Linked DNA regions of Mustela erminea: region 2 is linked to region 1. The links are chromatin contacts, called in public Hi-C maps. All regions are on one chromosome and are shown on one strand. Each heading gives the region's core, a stretch centred on a gene start, on an enhancer-like site or on the middle of the called end of the contact. The rest is flanking DNA. Distances are from core to core; before and after follow the strand shown.

Region 1 (4,780 bases), core at 1,195-3,694:
TAAGAATTTTGCCTTTTAGGATTCTTTTGCTGCTGCCCAGGAAGGAGCAGGTAGAAATAAACATACAGGAGTATAGGAGTAAGTGACGCTGAACTTTGAAGAGGTCATATGGAGACTGTAATATTCAGGGAAAATGTACTGACTAGGTATGGGCACCAGAAAATAAAGAGCTCCTGAATTCCTAGCTCGGGTTTGACCCCCAGGTGAGCTGCTAAATCTTCTCTGCTGACAGAATACCTTGATCTTACTTAGCCTCCAATTTGGGGAGCAGGAGTAAGTAGAATATTCTCTTCAGTTAAGCCAAGAGCCAACAGAATTCTTGCAGCGTTAATTTCCTGGTTTCACATATAAAAGGGTCCAGTTTTCAACTTTCCCAGTTAATAAAGAAATGAAGAATGTCAGATATTCATATTGGCCAGGGTTTTCTTGCTTGTTGTTTCCAATGCCTGTAAACCCAAGAGTGCTGACCACTTGTCCCAGAGCCCAAAAACTGTTCAATATTTACAGATTCTCTCCCTGAGTGAACCAGATCCTGCTTACTATATCCTCTTAGCCATGATCTTAAGAACTGCCGTCACTGGGGCATATCTCCTTTCTAATATAGAGCACAGCCTCTGTGAGATGGTTGCTGTGTTTGTGATTATTCCACACTCCTCTCTTATGTGTTTCCCATTCATAGCTTCTTAAAGACTTCTCCTCATACTCTTAACTTCTAGAATGTTTGTAAATTCTGTTAACTTGTTATGTTAAATATTACAAAGCCAAGAGCTACTTTTTGGAATCTGTGCTTAATGGAAGCAGGTGCCTCTTTTTCCCCCCACCAGCTCTGCTTCTGTCTGCACTTGCACAATAACAATATCCACCTGCTGGATTTGTCCGTGGCTGTATCCTTAACACCTAGAACAGCAATTGGCATGTAGTAGATGCTCAACAAATGTTTACTGAGAAGTTGGATGGGTTGGATTTTGAACTGTGTTGACTTCTGCCAGGACTCCGATTGCACTGTATGCCTTCCCTAAGACCAGCTCCCCCAGTGGCTTAATTTCTTCAGGCTCTACCCACTATGTTTACATTCTGAAGGGAAAGAGTCAGTAGAGAAATAGAGTTCTGAGGACCCCCATGGTCCCCTTTACAACTGTCCTGCCAGAGTTATCAGCATGAGATCCAGGAGAATTGATAGTGGATCCTTGCACTGACATGCCTATTTATGCTTGTAGGAGAGAAAGAGTCTCATTCTGTTAAATGCTTTCAGCTGTAAGTCTCAAAAGCCAGTGACCACATAGAATCACTTTGGGGAAATTCCAAAGACAGATCCACAACAGCGAGTCAGAAAATTAGAGATCTGAACCCTGATCTAGTGGAAGAAATAACACCAGTTCAGGGGCTTTAAGCAAGACCTTGAAGGATAGGTCATGTCATCACATTAAGGAACTTACAGGGAGGGTCCCCAAGTTTGGTGGGTAGAGTGTCCCCAGAGAGCAGAAAGTATCAGAGTGGTGATATACAAAATCTCCTGATACGGAGATAGCAGGCTTGAAGGATCTTTTTGGAAAGCAGCTGTGCAAGATATTCATACATACACACACCCATACAGAGAATATGCCACTGTTTGTACTTGGTGTAAACAGCTGCCTGTCCTGGCTGCAGGGGCAGGAACCACATCATACAGTTTCGGTCTCCACTGCATGGCACGTGGCCCTTAGAAGTCAAACACTCATTTTTTAAAAAAAAATTTATTTTTTAAGAGATTTTATTTATCCATTTGACACACAGAGATCACAAGTAGGCAGAGAGGCAGGCAGAGAGAGAGAATGGAGGAAGTTGGCTTCCTGCTGAGCAGAGAGCCGGATGTGGGGCTCTATCCCACAACACTGGGATCACGACCTGAGCTAAAGGCAGAGGCTTTAACCCACTGAGCCACCCAGGGGGCCCCAAACACTCATTTTTAATAAATTTGTATTGGAGTTCTAACATTCAAAAGTTAGTCTCAAGTTTTTTTCTAAGCAATAGAAGCTATTGCCAAATACCTCAGGCTATCAATTTTGCGTAGGAAGTGACACAAACAAGCAGAAATTTTCAAGAGTTTGGTTTTTGTTTTTTTTCCCCCCCACCAATTTAGAAAACTTGCTTAGTTCAGCCAGGTACTTGCATCACCAATCCCTTCTTGAATGTTGATTTGTGGATTTGTGTAAGTGTGGTATAGGGGCTATCTGGCAGGAAACTCGACCCAAAGTCAAATTAATTCCACAAATAGAAGTTAGCTTGACCATTTAACTACTTTAACAACGCGCTGTCCCTTCTACCTTGTCGCTTTTCCTTTACCAAGATGGCCGCTGTCGAGCTCTCTCCTCATTGGCAGCCTTTTTTCGCGGGAGGGGGGACGGGGGGGGGAGGTGGCGGTTCTAACCCCTCCCACCAGCTCACCGCCCTGGGTCCTGCGTTTTTGAGAGTGCAATGGGTAGACCAGCGGGAGGGGCGGGGCGCGCGCCGGATGTGACGTTTCCGGAAGCTCCGAGTGTCGTCCGCGGGGACAGGTGGGGAAGGGTCCGGGAAATGTGGTGGGGCTGAGCCCCGGAGCGTAGTCGGACTCTGAAGGGGAGTGGCCGCCGTGAGTGTGGGGCCTGCGGCCTTGTCGTCCCCGCGCCCTCTGCCCGGCCCGCCGCGCGCGAGGCCACTGACGGCACCGGCCTCCGCCAGGCCCCGCGCGTCCCCGTGCGTCCCCGCGCGTCTCCTCCTGCCGCGCTCTGAAGACCCGAGAACCTTGGATAATTTTGCCCTGGGTTGGCAACTTGGGCGTAAGGGCCTTGAAGGAGGGGATCTCAAGCAGGTGTCAGGAGGTCCCTCTCCACTGAATACGCCCCCTCGGCTCGTTCCTGCAACTTCCTTTGACCTCGTCTTTCCTCCTCAGTCCTTTATGCCACCTTCTCCTTTTTTTGCGGATGCCGCATCTCCTCTGGAGTGTTGCTCAGCCCTCTAGTACCGCTCGCTGGCCTTGGGAGGGGGTTCCATTCTCGACCTTACAGATCATCTCCCCAGAGGTACTGAGGCGCAACAAGCTTCAGTTAGCTTTAATGGGCTCTGGATCGAGTTTACTAATTAGGCAGCCTGGGGAGGTTTTAGATTTGCTGAGCGGCTTTCTGAGCCTCTAAAACGGCTTTGGGGGAGATGGAAGGCCTTTGCATCCCTGGTAGTCTGCACAGCTTTTGTACTACTTGTGAGGGTGTTTAGAGAGGAAGCTTGGGGGAAGTGTGACCTAGAGGTGGAATTGACCAAGAAAAGCCTCTTTGAGGGAGGGCTTGGAGGGGAGAACAGGAAAACAGTGGGTAGACAAATGAAACACATTTGAGGATTTCTGGGCAGATTAGAATCCTGAGTGAAGGGAAAGATCTCTGATGGGAAGGAGTAAGGTTTAAGACTGAAAAGAAAGTGGGACCACTTGTGAGAGGGCCTTGAATTCCAAAATGGGTTCTACTCTAGTCGTATATTCTAGAGCATGCTGGCTAGGGTGGGCTGTAATTCAGTGTGTATCAAGTACCCAGATTATTTTTGAAAATGATGTAGAGTCATACCAATTGGGAGTTGGAATCTGATTGTAGCAATAGAATGAGATCTAGAAAGATTGTAGAATTACTGCAGTTCGAAGCACAGGGAGGGAAAACTCCCTGCTTTTTGTGGGTCTGTTTTATTTATTTATTTATTTACCTACTTATTTATTTTTGAGTACCGAGTTACCTTTGTGCCCTTTTGTTATTTGGAGAGTGCTTAGTCTTTGAGGATAGATTTGAGTAAGTTGTTTTTCAGGTCTAAATTCATTACCATGATGACATGATGAATGATGTTGTGGATTGACTGAAAGAGGGATTTAGTGAGCAGAACTAGAATTGTTCTGCATTCATTCCCAGACTAGTTCCCCTCACCATGTGCTTAGAGATGAAAAAGTACACCATGGGAAAGTGTCATTACTCATTAAATGAAAATGACCAAACTTGAAATCAGTTAACAATCATCTTGAAAGTTCTTTGAGTATACTATGCCAAGTACTGGGATAGATGAAAGTGGGTAGCTGGTGGGAGAAGTAGCGCAAAAAATATAAGATACCATCCATCTTTTTATGGTGCTGAGAGCAGGGCCACCTCATGATAGGGAATGATTAAAGGGTAGAACCAAATCCCCATTATAGTTTTACTCCCTGTACCACCTAATCATGGCACAGGTTTTGTGGGGTTTTAAGTCGGCCAATGCTTTTATCATTGTGATAGGCACTTCCTCGAGGGTCTCAGCCTTCTTGTGGGAAAGAGACTTTATCTGATACAAGCCACAAGCATATGGTATTTTTCTCTTAATTTCTCTGTAAGGTAGAAGTTTGTGGGCTAACCATGCTGTGTGCTAGGTTGTGTTGGGGTGATGGGGACCATGGTGCTGATGCCACCTGTTTTTTCTGTCTCAGAACTTCTTGGTCCTGATGTCTGACCATGGAGATGTGAGCCTTCCACCCGAAGACCGGGTGAGGGCCCTCTCCCAGATGGGTAGCGCAGTGGAGATAAATGAAGACATTCCACCCCGACGGTACTTCCGCTCTGGAGTCGAGATTATCCGAATGGCATCCATTTACTCTGAGGAAGGCAACATTGAACACGCCTTCATCCTCTATAACAAGTATATCACGTAAGACACCTCCAGTTTCCTTTTTCTTTTCTGGTGACTGATGCCTCACTCATTCTGCTCTTGTGCTCATTTATTCTGCTCGGAATTGCTAAAACTAGAGAACTTTACAACATCA
Region 2 (4,780 bases), core at 1,444-3,943, 280 kb after region 1:
CGTCCCCACCTCCACGCCATCAGCTGGGAGAGGCTGAATTCCATCTGTCCAAAAGTCTCACGTATTGAGAAGCCGCTGATGGTGAGTGTGCTCTGCCCAGCCCCCTGCCCCTTGCCGAGGGCAAAATCCCTGTGGAAAAGAGGACAGAAAAACCTTACCTGAAATGTCAGTGACTTTGATAGCTGTAGCTCCAGGAAACTTTTCTTTGAGTATTTGGGTCACTTTGAGCTCCCCCTCAGTTTGCGAGGCAAACATCCGCCGGGCACAGTGAGGAGGAAGCTGCGAGAGAACAGAGAAGAGTCACCGCTCAGCAAGACGATGGCACCCCCCAGGCCAGGCCAGGCCAGGCCAGGCCAGGGTGCAGGCCTACCCGCCACTGCCCTGCCAGCCAGGGCCCAGGCCCCCCAGCAGCTTGGCCATGGGCTCCATCCCAGGCACTGTGTGGCATCGCATGCCCACTGACGCTCCCTAAGACCCAGAATAAGCTTTTTGGGGAGTTAGTGGAGGTAGAGAGTGGAACTGTAAGTTACACTTTGACTCCAGACACAAGGCAACTCAACAGATCTTTGAATCCCTCATGATAACACTGTGAGAGAGACACCATCATGATGTCAGTTTTGGAGGCGAAGACACGGGGGGACTAAAGCAAAGGCTAAGGTTAGGTTCACTGGTGAGATGGGGAGCCAGAGCCTGGGCAACCTGCCTCAGACATGCCTCCCAGGCCAGCGTGCCACCGACTACACACTGCTGAAACCAAACACCACCTGTGCTTTAGGCCTGATTCACATTCCACACCCTCCAGCGGGATGTGGCCTTGTGACCTACTGCTCAGTAGGCCAGCTACACTCTGTGACATGTACCAATTCTTACTGGAGAGAAGTAGCAGAATTCTACTAAATTACCTGAAGGAGAAATATTTTTATTTACCATCGGTAACAAGACTCCCTCTGCCCCCAGTGGGGACCATAGGGAGCCAGTGCTTCTGAGGGGGACGTCTCCAACCTTATGGGATGAGGAACAAAAAACCAGATCTGCAGCCCTTTGACTGGGCTAAGCACATGCTGAAAGGGAGACTGACAAGAGAGCTTGGCAGGCCTTGAATGTCCAGCTAAAGATTTTGGAGTTTATTAGGCCTCTTGGTGCCAAAGTCACCTGCACAAAACAGTGCCTTTTGAAGTTAGCCCAGATGAGAGGTGTTATTACAAACAGAGTACACAGGGACTGGAGGGGGATGGCAGGTGGGACGCAGGAGTGCTGTTCATCTGTGCTGGTGCTGAACGTACCACCCCTTCAGCCTTTAGTCCCACTTGTCCTCAGGCCGTTCCTGAAGGCCTAGAGCAGCGTCCTGTGGTAGAAACTGTCAAAGCACCTTCTTCTTTTTTAAGTAGGCTCCACACCCAGTGTGGAGCCCAACGCAGGGCTTTAACTCACCACCCTGAGTTCAAGAAATGAGCTGATACCAAGAGTTGGACACCTCACCAAGCCACCTGTGCCCCCTGAAGCACCTTCTTTAAAATGATCTGTGCACTGGCTCTTTCACCAGCTGGTTTCAAAGGCCAAGACTGACTCTACCCTGTTACTGCAGCCTTCCAAAGCTGGGCCGGGACAGGCCCTCCGGGAGACTTGGGTGATGGATGGCTGAACGAATGAACAAATGAACAAGCAGAACGAGCACAGCACGCAGGGCATGACTGCTCGCACCTGCAAAGAAGTCGCCGTTCCAGCAGGCAGCTGAAAGGCAGGTCAGAAAAATGGTCTGGAGTGAGACGGAGGGACAGAAACTTGATGTTGTGGGCCTAAGACTGGGCTGGAGGAGGGGGTAAGATGGAGCCTCTTCTGAGGACAGAGCCTTGGAGGGGCAAGGGCAGAGGGTAACCAGGTGGCAGGCAGAAGCAGTAATCGCTAAGGGCTGAGGGTACTTGACATTACTGATTCCTTGGGAGGTCTTTCCTCCGTTTAGCTGATCTGCAGGCAGCGGCCTTTACACGAGCAATGTACTGACAAAATCCCTAGAACCCCGACTGTCCGCGCGGAGAGTCACCCCCTCTTCATACTTCGCGGAGGCAGGGAGGAGAGAAAGTTCGGAGAGCGCGTGGCGAGTGCCCTCTGCTGGGCTTTTAGTCAGGGCGTGTGGGGCTTGGAAAGGGTTAAGGTCCCAGAGGCTGAGAGGACTTGCCCAAAGCCCAGACCCTCGCACTCTCCGGCAGGCACGCCAGGACTGCGAGCTGGGGCTGCCGGGTCTCCGGCTGGGTGCGTCCACATCGCTCTCTCCGCGCCCACCGGATCACAACGGTTTCCGTGTCTGTTCCCCTCGCCCCCCACCTCCACCGGCTCAGGGAGCTCCGCCAGCGCGCGCCAGAGCCTGACACTTCTCGGAGCCCCGCCGCTCGGGCCCAGGGAAGGACCCAACCCACGAGGAATGAATGAGAGACGGGAAGGGGAGGGCGCCAGGCCCGGCGCCGCGCTCTCCGCGAGCCCGTCCTCCAGCCTCGACCGGCCCCGCGGCCCCTCCGCAGCTCCCGCCCGGGAACCACAGCCCGGCCCCGCCCGCGCTCACCCCGCGTATCCCGCGGAGCAGCGGCGCCACCACGGCCGGGCTCCACGCTGCCATGCCCGGCCGACGCGGCCCGGCGCCCGAGGTCGCCGCGTCCCCTGAGAGGCGCGGAGCCGGGGACCGGAAGCCGTCGTCGCCGCGGGCGAGGCCGCCCCCTGCCGCCCGGAGGTCGCGAGCCGCCCGGCTGCAGCTCCCGGCCGGTCTTCGCCCCGGGGGGCGCCTCCTCGGAACTCGCTGCTCCGCCAGCTCGCGCGTCGGCCCGGCCCGGTCCGCGCCGAGCTCCGCCAGCCTCCAGGGGTCGTTCCACCGGCGGGCTCTTCTTGCCCAGCCGGGGGACGCCCGGGGTTCTAGGCCCTCCGATCCGAGTTGCCCACAGGCCAATGCCCCTCTCGCCCTAGGAAGGACATCTCCCTTCCCATCCCCACCGCCGGCAACCTGGCTTCCAAACTGGGGAGTGTGGGTTTCTCCCTCCAGAACAGGGGGGCCGTGGAGGGACTTAAAGCAGGGGAGTCGTTTTCAGATTTGCGTTTTAGAAAGATCGTGCGAAGAGGAGGGACTGTAGGGGGCCTGACACTGGAGATGAGGACAGAAGTTCTGGCGCTGCCGCGATGGTGCGGGTGAGATGTGAGGTCTCAGCGACAGCTAGAACAGCAGGGATGGAGGAGTGGCTCCGGATACTTGGGAGGGGAAGGGAACGGAGTGACTGGACTGGGCGGCGAGGCTGAGGTAGGTGTCTGGTGTGGACAGTGCGATGGGTGGAGGAGGGCGAGGTTTGTCGTGAAAGGGGCCAACAAACTCGGTTTGGGTTTTGCCCGAGTTTAAGGTGCCTGCAGAGAAGCAGAGCCGGAGACCGTAGAGTCCTGAGAATGTAGTGGAAGCTGCCGGCTCGAGGACAGGTACGATTATCCAGCAAGCCTGCCCCACCTCTGGACTGATTCCCACACACCTCAAGGCCTCATGCCCTTTCTCTCTCAGGCTGTATATTTTGGCAGTCTGGTAAGCCCTGCAGACTTCCCCAGTTCTCACTATTGCATTCCGGCCTGTGCCGTCACCATGTTCAGTATGTTCGTCCACACGTGGGACAGGCCTACAGTTGCCCTTATAGTGATCACCTAGATATATGCTTATTCATTCCAGTACTGAGTGACTTCTGTTTTGGGTCTTATAATTTCTCCTTTGGATTACTCTAGTAACCTCTCTCATATTTTTTTGCTTCGTTCCTTAAAACATCATGGCTGGTGGGATTAGGGATAATTTGCTAACTTTTCATTTTTCTTCTCAGGAGTAATTAAAACTACCAAAAATATTTTACCCATTGTGTAGGAGTGAACCACCTTTGGCTCCTCATACCACCAAGGTTCAGAGGAGGTCGACCTTTCCTCCCCTGAGAGTGGTCACATGACCCAGGTCATGGCCCAGCAGGCACCGATTGGTTTCGGACGGTCAATGATCTGAGCCGGCCCAGTGAGAATTGCTCTAGAGACTCCTCTGGCACTCCGGAAGAGAAATGGTCCTTTGCCACCGGCTGCCATCTTTGTAATCATGTGCGCAGCACCCGTTTAGAAATGAAGTAGATCCAGAAGTTGTTGGGAGACAGATGCTGGACACTGTAGGGTGCCAGAAATAAGCACTGAAGTCATTTTAGTTGGTTAGTGGGTTTGTTACTTGTAAGACACCCACATTAAACTCACTGATTTGTATTGGACGAATTCCTCTTTTGGTGAAAATCGATAGTTTTTCTTATCTTCAACCTTTTTCTTCTTCCTAATTTCATGATGGTTTACATTATTATTGTTATTTTGGACAGTCTGCCCGAGTATCCTCCCCTACCCATCTCCACATTGCTGTCAGAGCTATCTGAAGTGAAAACCTGTCCATTATTTGCTTATCGAAAATCCTTCTAACCCTTCATCACCTACTGGCAAAAACCCAAGTTCTTTCATATGATTTAACCCCTACGTACCTGTCCAGCTGACATCCATCCTTCAGTAATATTGGACGGCTGGTGCCTCCTTGTGCCATCTATGTTACAAGCTTGCTTATGTGGTTATCCAACTTCTAAGCCAACTCAAGCCTTGTCTTCTTCAGGCAGCCTCCTCTGATTGCCCCACAATAAACTTAGGGGCCCACAACTTGTGCAGAACTTTGATTGCACATATGGCAATCGGAGAACTCTACCGATTTATGTGGGTGTGTTTTTCCCAGAGATCCCTGACCTCCATCCCA

Evidence for each region. Hi-C and Micro-C count contacts between places; a contact is called where the count stands out from the background.
Region 2: a Hi-C map of fibroblasts shows a contact between it and region 1, with 5 times the contacts expected there. The contact joins the promoter of BOLA3 here to the promoter of STAMBP in region 1. A contact is called at or near these places in 2 of 3 Hi-C or Micro-C datasets (fibroblasts and spleen).

Annotation. Positions count from the first base shown.
Region 1 is chr7:91,485,661-91,490,440 of mMusErm1.Pri, forward strand. It overlaps STAMBP (STAM-binding protein), which reads left to right and starts at 2,445. Exons shown (of 10, transcript XM_032352483.1): 1 at 2,445-2,534; 2 at 4,448-4,665. The coding sequence starts at 4,463.
Region 2 is chr7:91,761,332-91,766,111 of mMusErm1.Pri, forward strand. BOLA3 (bolA-like protein 3) reads right to left here and starts at 2,694. Exons shown (of 3, transcript XM_032352497.1): 1 at 2,558-2,694; 2 at 159-279. The coding sequence starts at 2,611.